Regions from separate parts of the Manis javanica genome. Here region 2 is linked to region 1. A link is a contact called in public Hi-C data. All regions are on one chromosome and are shown on one strand. Each heading gives the region's core, a stretch centred on a gene start, on an enhancer-like site or on the middle of the called end of the contact. The rest is flanking DNA. Distances are from core to core; before and after follow the strand shown. Region 1 holds the start of LOC118971948 (protocadherin gamma-B1-like). Region 2 holds the start of LOC108383318 (protein diaphanous homolog 1-like).

The links. A called contact is a pair of places that touch in the nucleus more often than the background predicts.
Region 2: a Hi-C map of blood shows a contact between it and region 1, with 6 times the contacts expected there. The contact joins the promoter of LOC108383318 here to the promoter of LOC118971948 in region 1. A contact is called at or near these places in 2 of 2 Hi-C or Micro-C datasets (blood and fibroblasts).

What each region holds. Positions count from the first base shown.
Region 1 is chr14:87,884,808-87,890,087 of MJ_LKY, reverse strand. LOC118971948 (protocadherin gamma-B1-like) reads right to left here and starts at 3,317. Exons shown (of 3, transcript XM_037015925.2): 1 at 2,120-3,317; 2 at 672-2,117; 3 at 389-669. The coding sequence starts at 2,264. The coding sequence ends at 404. The region is part of intron 1 of LOC108392751 (protocadherin gamma-C4); the gene reads right to left.
Region 2 is chr14:88,060,280-88,065,559 of MJ_LKY, reverse strand. It overlaps LOC108383318 (protein diaphanous homolog 1-like), which reads left to right and starts at 2,333. Exons shown (of 7, transcript XM_073221857.1): 1 at 2,333-2,612.

The DNA.
Region 1 (5,280 bases), core at 2,068-4,567:
CTACATGTGATAAGGCAGAGAAATGTTAACAGACTTAACTATTGGAAGACTATATTAGAAATATACACTGCAGCAAAAAGATAAATACACTATATTTGACAAAGATGAACATTAACATAGAAACAGCTATCAATACATTTATAAAGAGTAAAGCTTGAAAAAAGTAGTACCACACATCAACTAAGAAAGGGCAGTGCTATTAATAAAGGTTGTGATAGCCAAGAAAAAGCTCTGGCAAGATTTGCTGACTATACAGAAATGCTAGCAGTAAAGATTAAGAAGTAGTGATTACATAACTACCAAGACTACTAAGTAATCAAAGAATCAATGTCTACCCATCCAATGCACCTCCTCTGTCACTACCATCACTACATAATGAACAACCAAAAATAATTATGCATGACTAAGAATAAAACATAACATTTGAAATTTCAGTAGGTTTGCAAAAATTCAAGTAAGAGGAATAAGAGGGGTAATATGCGATTTTGGGGTCTTCATTACTGGCACACACATCCATAGAAGGATCATTACATAGAAGATGGTGAGGGGGAGAGATTTCTGGTGTCAGGTTAGGAAAATTAAATTTGATCTTTGCTGAATGTAAGGCAACGCACAGATTGTAGGAATAAGGCAAAGTCCCCTCGTTATAGTTGGAACTGAGACCCGGCTGAAGCATCCCCCGACACTGGGACTTGAAGAGCGATGCAGGCGCAGGCCAATGGCCAGAATCTCCGCGAGGAGGAAGAGCACCGAGATCAAGGCCAAGGCCAACACCAGGTAAAACTGCAGCTCAGCCTGGGGGTCAGCGGGCGCGGGACGGTCGCTAAGATCCGGCAGCACGTCTTGGAGGCTGTCCGCGAAGACCAGGTGCAGCGTGGCGGTGGCCGAGAGGGGAGGCTGTCCCCCATCGCGCACAGCGACCAGCAGGCGCTGTCTGGCCGCGTCCCTGTCGCCCAAGGCGCGCGCCGTGCGCACCTCGCCCGTGCGCAGCCCCAGGCTGAAGAGGCCGGGCTCGCTGGCCTGCAGCACGTGGTAGGACAGCCAGGCGTTGTGTCCCGAGTCGGCGTCCACCGCCACCACCTTGGTGACCAGGTAGCCGGGCTGCGCGGCGCGCGGCACCGTGTCGAAGAGCGCCGAGCCGTCGGGCCCCAGCGCCGGGTACAGCACCCTCGGCGCGTTGTCGTTGCGGTCGCCCACCAGCACGCGCAGGCTCACGTTGGCGCCGAGCGCGGGCGAGCCCTGGTCGCGGGCCTGCAGCGCCAGCTCGAAGGCGCGCAGCTGCTCGTGGTCGAAGGCGCGCTGCGCGAACACCGCGCCGCTCTGCGCGCTCACCGACACGTAGGACCACAGCGCCCGCGGCTCCAGGTCGCTGGCCACGATGGAGTAGGAGACGTGGCCGTTGGGCCCCAGGTCGGGGTCGGAGGCGCTGACTTGCGCGATGGAGGCGCCGGGCGGGTTGTTCTCTGCCACGTGGACCACGTAGGAGGCCTGCTGGAAAACCGGCGCGTTGTCGTTGACGTTGCCAATGTGTAGGATGACGCTTGCCCTGGAGGAGAGGGATGGCTTGCCCTTGTCGGTAGCTGTGATGGTGACATTGTACTCTGCCATCTGTTCATGGTCTAGGTCATTGTCAATCACCAGCTTGTAATAATTCTTAGAGTTGGATTCTAATTTGAAGGGAACGTCTTCCTGAATATAGCATGTCACCAGACCATTTTGCCCAGAATCCTGGTACCGCACTTTAATGAGAGCTATTACAGTTCCAAGGTCTAAGTCTTCTGGAATATGGTTAGAAAAGGAAATGAATTTCAACTCTGGGGCATTGTCGTTCTCATCAACAATCTCAATCTAAACAGTACAGTGAGCCGTGTGCATCCCTCCATCTTTGGCTTCTACACCCAACATATATCTACTTGTCTCTTCAAAGTCCAGTGTGCCATTGGTTTTGATGTCGCTGGTAATTGCATTGAGATTGAAGAGGAGGCTGGTACTTGTTGGGGGCATTGAGGAAGGCATGATCTCTGCATTAATGCCCTCGTCCCGGTCAGTGGCCATCACCCGTAACACAGAGGTTCCCCAGGGCACATTTTCTTGCAGGCTAACTCTGTATGTGTCTGGCTGAAGAATGGAGCATTATCACTGGCATCAGTGACCTGGATACGGATCTGGGTGGTGCCGCTTAGTGGAGGGTCCCCACCATCCTTGGCAGTTAGGATTAAGTGGAGGAAGCTCTGTCGTTCCCTGTCCAGAGGTTTTACCAGCATTAATTCTGGGTATTTACTTCCATCGGGACTCTCCTTCGTTGACAGAGAGAAGTGTTCATTGGAATTGATAGTGTTACTTCAGTGAGTTACTTTCTACATCCGGGTCTTGTGCAGAATCCAGAGGGAATTTTACCCCTAGTAAGGCTGACTCATAGATTTCCAAGTCAATGCTTTTAGCAGTGAAATATGGTGCATTGTCATTTATATCTTGAATTGCAACAATCAACATTCATTGGGTTGTCAGCCACCAGTTCAAACTCTAGTGCACACTCGGATTTACTCCCGCAAATTTTCTCTCCATCTATCCTACCACTCATTAATAAATCTCCACTCTGTACACTCACATTGCAAAAATCCTCTGCACTAACTCGCAGTTTTTGAGCTGGCAACTCCTGGACACTGAGCCTCAGATCCTTGGCAAGATTCTCCACCCATGAGCCCTTGGCTATCTCTTCCGGAACTGCGTACTGGATCTGCTGGGAGATGGTCCCACAAAACAAAGGCAGCAAGAAAAAAAACAGTATCCGATTCTTCATCATTTCAGTTTTTCTGGAGCACCTTTGCATTTCTTTAACTCTCTGGAAAGCTTCTTTTCAAGATGTCTCTGGGATGTTTAAAAAATCAGCGATGGCAACCTGGACTTTTGTGTTTTGAGGGAGGACTTGTTCGTTGGGTGCTAGAGGAGATGCCATCAGTGTTCTGACTTGCACAGGACAAAGCAGGAAAATGCTCTGCCTGACATTCCGTGGAGCTGAGAACCCTTCTTCCCTTTGGTCAATAGCGGCGCCCGGAGGTTGTCTGGGAAAAGTGCATATTGCCTAGCTATCTTCAAAGTTTAAAAGTTCTTGAATCTGTGTACCGATCTTTTTATTTGTTGGAAATGACCAAATATTCAGATTCCCTTTGAATTTCTGGTTTTCCATCATTTCATGAGCACTTCCATTTTATTTTATTTTACAGTCTTTTTTCATTAAAAATTTCATAAGGCATATAAGCCATTTTTTCAGTTCAGGGGTCAAGAACATCTTCAATGATCTCTCTGTATTTGTAAACATTGGCATAACTAGTTTTGATGTAACCAAATAAGTTACCGGCTTTTTATTCACATTTTAGTGGACTATGATCCTCGCATTTTTATAAATCCATAACTTCCCTTATTTAGTATTTTAACTCTCCATATATACTTTATCAATTCACTAATACTATGCAAAGATAGAGTCTTTGCAAAAAATAAAAAGAATGAGTCAAGGACTTAGATTATTTTAATGTATTGCTCATCTTTTAAAAACATAAATAATCTTCCCATTAAGTACAGCAAAGTCCTTAGACACTCCATTTGGAACTTATACCCTGTAATCCCTGCACCGGTCTTGAGTAACTAAAACAAATACCTTTATTTCAAATGCACTACCAAATTAGATGCACTACCCAATATCCCACTATTTTGCAGGGCTAATCCATGCAGGGCTAATCCATACTCATCTTACACTCCAGACAAAACTGTTTTCCTAGGATATCCTTTCCCTTGCTTACCCTACTTCATGTCTTTATACTTGGTGTTTTTTTTTTTTTACTATAAACCCTCCCCCCTTTATATTGTAGTGAATCCTTTTCCATCCTTTAAAAATATCCTTTTTAGTGAAAATTTAATGTCTGAAACCTTTCATTACCTATACAAGCAGATGGAAATTGTCCTGCTTTTGTATTCTCTGTGCATTTTCACAACACACACAGGCTGTTTTATATGGGGTTCTTAGAAATTTCTCTTTGACCACTTAAAGTTCCTCTGGCACTAGCCATTTAATTTTTTTTCTCTCCTTACAAGGAAAATGATATTAGTATTATAAAGATATTTTCCCTAAAAAGAGATATTTCAAATGTTATGTGCCCCTTTTCCTGTGACGTACTTGCACGTTTGAGTGAAAAACACCCCTCTCTGCTTTCAGTTATTTTGTTCAGGCACTATTGAATATACCTCTTTCTAATATGTGAAGGGAGAGGTCTGTTCCTTTGCTTGAGATCTAATGAAATGCATTTGGGTTTAATTTTGGATGCTATCTTAAGAGATTTCATGGGTGAAAACAATTTCATAAATTTCAAATGAGCAAACAATTTCTGGCTCAAGAAAGTTGGAGAACTTCTGTTCCATTGTTGAAGTGGATGGTCTGGAAATCTCCCACAGAGGCTGAGACATACCTCTGTACATTTTTTAAATCCTTCTCGAGGAACAAGAAATGCCACTCCAAAATTCATAAAACAGTTTAGGCAATTGAGCTTCCAACCTTCAGACAAGAGGCTGAAATCAATACACACACACGCACACCCATACATGCACTTTAGGTGTACCTAATACAGACTATAGGCCAGGTAAAACCATTTGACCAACTCCAACAATTTTTCATCCTACACTTTTTATGTCATTGAGATGAAAAGAATGTGATCCGGCTTGGAAGGGGTTAGCATCATTTTATGGAAACCCAAAATACCTAGTATTTATGATTTTTATTTATTTGTATCAGTCAGGATAGGTTAAGTAGGCTGAAGTAACAAACAAACTTCAAATAACAGGGTTTTAAAATGCAAAAGGTCTATTTATCACAGGTATACAGATCAATGTTGGGTCAACCAGAGGGCTCTTCCTTCGCTGTAGTTATTCAGGGACCCCAGTAAAAGGAGCAGTCACAACGTCAAAGATTAACTTAGAGATCTGGAAATTCTCACAGTGGAAACTACAGCTTTCTCTAGAAAGAGACACACATTGCTTCCATTTACAATGTATTGACTAGAACTAGTTGCCTAGGTCCTCTTACACATAAGCAGTCCGGGAGGATCAGCCCCAGTGTAGGTCCAGAAGGAGAAATATTTAAACAAAAAGGCTAGTAACTAACACATTTCTTTGTTATCAAATGAATGTGTATTAAAGCTTTATAATAACCACACTGGCGTAATATTCTTTATAATACTCAAAGAAATGAACTTACCTGACGTAGGTTGGGGTCTCCTTTCGTTTCAAGTA
Region 2 (5,280 bases), core at 1,084-3,583, 180 kb before region 1:
CATGGGTACTGGTTTTTACAAAATTCTTTTTTGCTATTTTCCTAGGCAGGTCTCTTAGGCATCTTAGAAAGATGTTTTGAAGGAGTTCTCTGGAGCCAGGGAAGTAGCTAGGAACCACTTAGAGACTGACCAGGCTGGAGAGGATGGATGGAGGGCAGAGGGGCAGAGGTCTCTCGGGTTTGCACAACAGAGATGGCGTGGTGAGAACCTGGAGTAAGTCCAGTGGTACAGCTGTATGGACGTAAGTCTTGTTCACGCTTGGTTAGCCTCTTACCACGGAGACCTGCAGCGGGTGGGGAGCAGAGAGGTGTTTAGGAGGGAATGGAATCTCCAGGAAGTGCCTAGAGCAGAGCGGGGCCTTGGCGTAAGCGGAAGAGTGATGCACGGTGCTCTCTGGCTGTCCTGGCGCCAAACTGCTGCCTCAAGGGGAGAGTGCTGTTCGAAGGATTCCTAACAATCTTTGGGAATTGCTGGATTGGAACTTTCTGCTAACATGGGACGAATCTCCCTCTAAATACGTGGTTGTAGAAAAACTAGTTGCCAAGGAGTGCTAAGGGTATCTCCACCAAAGAATTGTTCCTCTGGGGCTTTTCTTATGCTTCTGTATTTCCTATTTTTCTGCATAGCCAATACAGGTAGTTGAGAATTTGAGATGATAGAAGAAAGCCTCATTCCCACTCTAGTATTCATTCATCCCATCCTTCCCCTCCTCCACCATCTAGAGGTAACCATTTTTATTAGTTTCTTAGTTATCTTTTCATTAGTTTTAAAAAACACAATTATAAGCAAACACTAATACAGATTTTTCCCCTCCCTCCCTTCACCAAAAGGTAACATTCTATTTATAATGTTCTTTTACCTTCTATATCCTGGAGATTTTTCATATCAGTACATAGAGATTGTCCTCATTTTTAAAAAACTTCTGAATTTCCTATAAGCATGCATTCCTTTTATAATGAATGCTAGGATAAAACAAATACAGTAGTGAAGTTATCTGTCCTGTTTGAAACAGTAGCTGCAAAAACCCATTTGCTCTGACTGCTTCTTGGCGTGCATGTGTGTCCTTTTGGTCTCCTACTTTTACCTGCCAGCTCTCTTACATGATGGGTGAACAGCTAATTACCCACACCAACTCTAAATTTGTAGCAATTCATACTAGTGCCCCCCCCCCCAGCCATGTGATGTGGGGAAAAAAGACTTTTAAGAGTTCTGCTAAGGGGCCTTCCAGGCCTCTAGCTATTTCACTGGAGCATCATATTCTTGAGCAGGAGCAGAGCTCTGCAAAATCCCTAGCATAGGGAAGCTACTCCTTAAAGAGAGGGGTATGGTCTCCAAAGGAAAGGGGCAGCCTACCTCATGGTTTCCCTTCTCAGTTTTTGTTCTGGACATAACTGCTTTAGAACTTAGTACCTTGTAACTTTCCCATTTTATGATTCTGGCCCATTTTCCTTTGGAGGAACATGCAAAAACGCTCATGATATAATTTTAGGTGGGAGAAGCAGGGAAGTATTATGTGCAACAGTATTTCAGTTGTGTTTTACAGAAAAATGCGGATGTAAAAGATTGGGAGGGTATATACCAGAATACTATAGCAGATTTTGTTGGGGAGCTAGATTTTTTTCCCCTTCAATTTTTCTGTAATATGGTCATCTTACTTTTATAATGGGAAAGACAAAAGGTTTAAGAAGGAAGTTTGCAGGTGTCCAGGATGCTTGAAAAAGAGGTTTCTAGAAGTACTTAGACCTAATAAATTAATGTCTGCAAAGCAGAATGCTAATATCCAGTTTCACAGAGAAGGTCACAGCTTCCTTTATTTCATTCCCCATAATAATCCTCACCTGCTTCTCTCTGAAAAATCAGATTCCAATTTTAAAAGCAATTTATTCTTATCTCGGCATCCTTGGGTAAGGGAACCCCATGTATGCAAGATGGAATAGGATCATTGTAACTTCCAGATCGTATGGCAATCCCAACTCTTAAGTGTCCATGATTCATTCTTTTATATCTGTCAGATTAGAAAATAAGACAGTGTTCTGTGTGTGTGTGTGTGTGTGTGTGTGTTTAAATTTCCACTTGGCAAGAAAAACTGCTAAAATCCTTCCACGAGTGTCCCCTTCTGTTCTGTTTGCATTCCTCTTCTGCCTGCATTTCCCTTTTCAGCCACGGGGTGTGCGCAGTTGAGCTATTTTGGCTCCGGTTGCAGATTGTGAGGTCAGAGACTAGGGATTGGAGGAGAGTATCAGGTGACTTTCCGTAACAGTGATGACAGTGCTGCCCTAATCCCCACCCCTTCTCCCCACTCTTTCCACACCCTTTCCTGGCTTCCACCTTAGGAACAAAGAAGGGAAAAAAACAGCAGGATGACGAAAACCAGCAGCTGCCTCTGCAGACGCAGTCTGGGGGCTGGGTGTGTTTATTCCGTCTGTTCTCTTTGTTCTGCTCTTACCCTGCTACTTCCCCTCCCAGTACCCTAAATAAAATGGATGGTATTTTTAGGATGCTTTGTTACAGAGAATGGCCTAGACATCTGCAGTTTACTCAGTATTTAGGTGAGCGGGAGTGAGACAGAAGAGAGAATGGAACTGTTCCAGGCACCTAGAAAAAAGATAAAGGTATTTTGCCTTCTCAGTCTCTTATTCAAGAATACCTATTTAAGGTCAGATACTGTGATAGGGGCCTATTATTTCTAGTTATGGAAACAATGCTGTGTAATAGGTATTATGTTTATTTTATAACCATGAAATAAGAAGTACAGAATTGATATATTCTTTGTTAATTAAGATCTCATAGCAAGGAAATACCAAGCCAGAATTTGACCTCAAATCTGTGAGGCTCAGAATCCACATACACTGAAAGGCAGGCATGTTCAGAGAACCCTGAGGTGCCTGCTTCTAAGAACTGCCATGGCCCTGCACCAGTGCCCTTTGCTTTTCCCCAGTGACCAATGTCCTCATTTCTTCAAAAAATAAGTCTGGAGGGGGGGGGGGAATGGGAGGGAGGGCATCATATAGATTAAAAGACAATTTAAAAATACATCAACCACTTGCAATGTGTGGACCTTACTTAGATCCTGCTACCTTTTCTTAGTGAAAAGGAAAAGCTTTATTCCTAGTGCCTTACATTGGTGCCTTTTCTCCTGCCCTGCAGCATCCCTGACCCCTTGCACAAACTTGTCCTGCCCGTTTGCTGACTTGGTTGGGGCAGTGCCTGTCCTTGCAGTCCCTACCCACACGCGTTTCTGTAGCTGGCCTCTTTGCTGGCACAGCCCTGTTGAGTCACCTTCCTGGGTGTGCTGGGAAAGTGTCTGTGAGAAGCTCAATGACTGTCTTGTCTGAAGATCAAGTGCTTTGTGAGCTGCCCAGATTTGTAATACTGCTTTTCTGCCACCCTTTCAGATTTCTGTTTGCCCCCTTTGTCCTCTCAGCACTTGGCTCCTATAGCATTGGAGTTCTGTCTGAGTTGCTTCTTGTCCTTCAGGTGTATCCATTTCCACCATCCCTCTTACGGTCTGAGTGGACTGCTTGCATCCATGACGGTCTAGTTCTGTGGGATTTAGCAGATGGGTATTAGTTTTGGCCAGGAGGTTAGTGACAGGAATCTGGTTACCTTGGGGCAGAAGTAACAACTGTTCTGTTAACATGTTGTTCATTTGGTTTCCTTTTTATGGTGTACGCCTACAAATGGCTTTGAGGTGCCGAATATCCCTCGTGAATTACAGCTGTGAGGAATATAAAGTAGAAATCCTCTACACGGGTAGCTTCTTACATTAGCACATGATAGGCCCCTGTTGCTTTGTCCTCCTCCCAGAATCAGAGAGCTCAGGTAGAGCGTACCAGGCATGGCTTATTGTATGCTGGAAGAACTAGGCAATTCCATGGGTATGTCACCTCCACTGAAAGCTTGTGTTATTTCTTAGGGATCTTGCTAAGTGTTCTGATCTCTCAGATAAGCTCGGAAGATCTACTCTTGAACAAAGACTGTTTCTTCAGAAAGAACTATAGTGGTGCCAGAGTCCGCTTGTGTTCTGACTTCCAGTAGTGATCCTGTGCCTCTTTGGCATATGCTGCCATTACCTCACTTAAGGGATGGGGCATAAGCTTGCACGTTTGTGCTGCCTCATTCATGCAGGGGAAACCACTGGTGACCCGGATCCACAGACGATTCAGCGTTGTTTCCCACTTCTTCCACCTTTTCTCATGTGTTCTCTGTTAGTCGTAAGGTACTTGGTTACTCAAGGGAGGTGCAGCATTAGATTATGGAGGGTGTTTCCTTAGAATAGGGACAAATGCCACAGGCTGTATCTTGGGCAGAGCAAGTAGTGTGTGGTCCTGAGTCAGTGAGTGAGAGTTGCCTCAATAGCTCAGCCTGAATAAGCCCTGCAGATGGAACCGGCTGTAGAGCCAATCTGTGTTCTCAGCGGTATTTTCCCAGTCTGTTTTCCGACCCCACTTACTCACTCCCACCTGCAGTTCTTAAGAACTTAGTTTCCAGGATGTTGGGCAATTCCCCTGTCCTCCATTTCCTGTTTGTAGTCTTCACTGAGAGAAGCCCGCTGCAGGAATTCCTGGGGAAGTGATGGCTCCAGGGGCCCTTGGCTCATTTCTGAAGTTGGGGAATACTGCGCTAAGAAGGACCTTCCTTCCGTTCTGTGTGTCCTTAGAAACTGTTACTGTCTTACCCAGGCAGTAGCCGGGACTCAGCGGCTGACTTTGTGCCTTGACCCTTCTCTGTCTTTAAAAACTGAAAATTATCTTTCCTTCATGCCTCAATTTCTTTGAATTTTATATTTCAACCTAAGTGTCAAGATTAAGGACAAAATTAACTTGCAGTCTCTAGGACTGGTTCTTTTGATTGGCAAAAATAGTGAAAAAGAGTGTCCCCACTATTGTACAGTAGGGGGTGCCCTTTCCCTTCTCTTTACCGCCTGGCACTCCCTACTGCATTCAGCCATTTTAGACAGATTGTTTCTGCTCCCAGCTAACTCCATTTTGTGTTTGTGACGCAGGAAAAAAAAAGAGTTCTGCAAGGGAGGAGTCTGGCAGGGGGAGGGAGAGAGACAGGCCAGGGCGCAGCCACAGACTCCGTTACTCAGCACTTCATCACCCGGGCCTCACCTTGCTGCCGGCCACCAGCATCCTGAGCGCCAGGTGCATGCGGCAGGTCTCTGCCGGCTGAGCAAGGACGAAGTGCTGTCTGACTGCTGGACACCCAGCAGTCACAGGGGGCTGGCTTTGGAGGTAGCAGGCAGCCTCCCTCTCCCTCTTTGGGAATCTAAGCCTG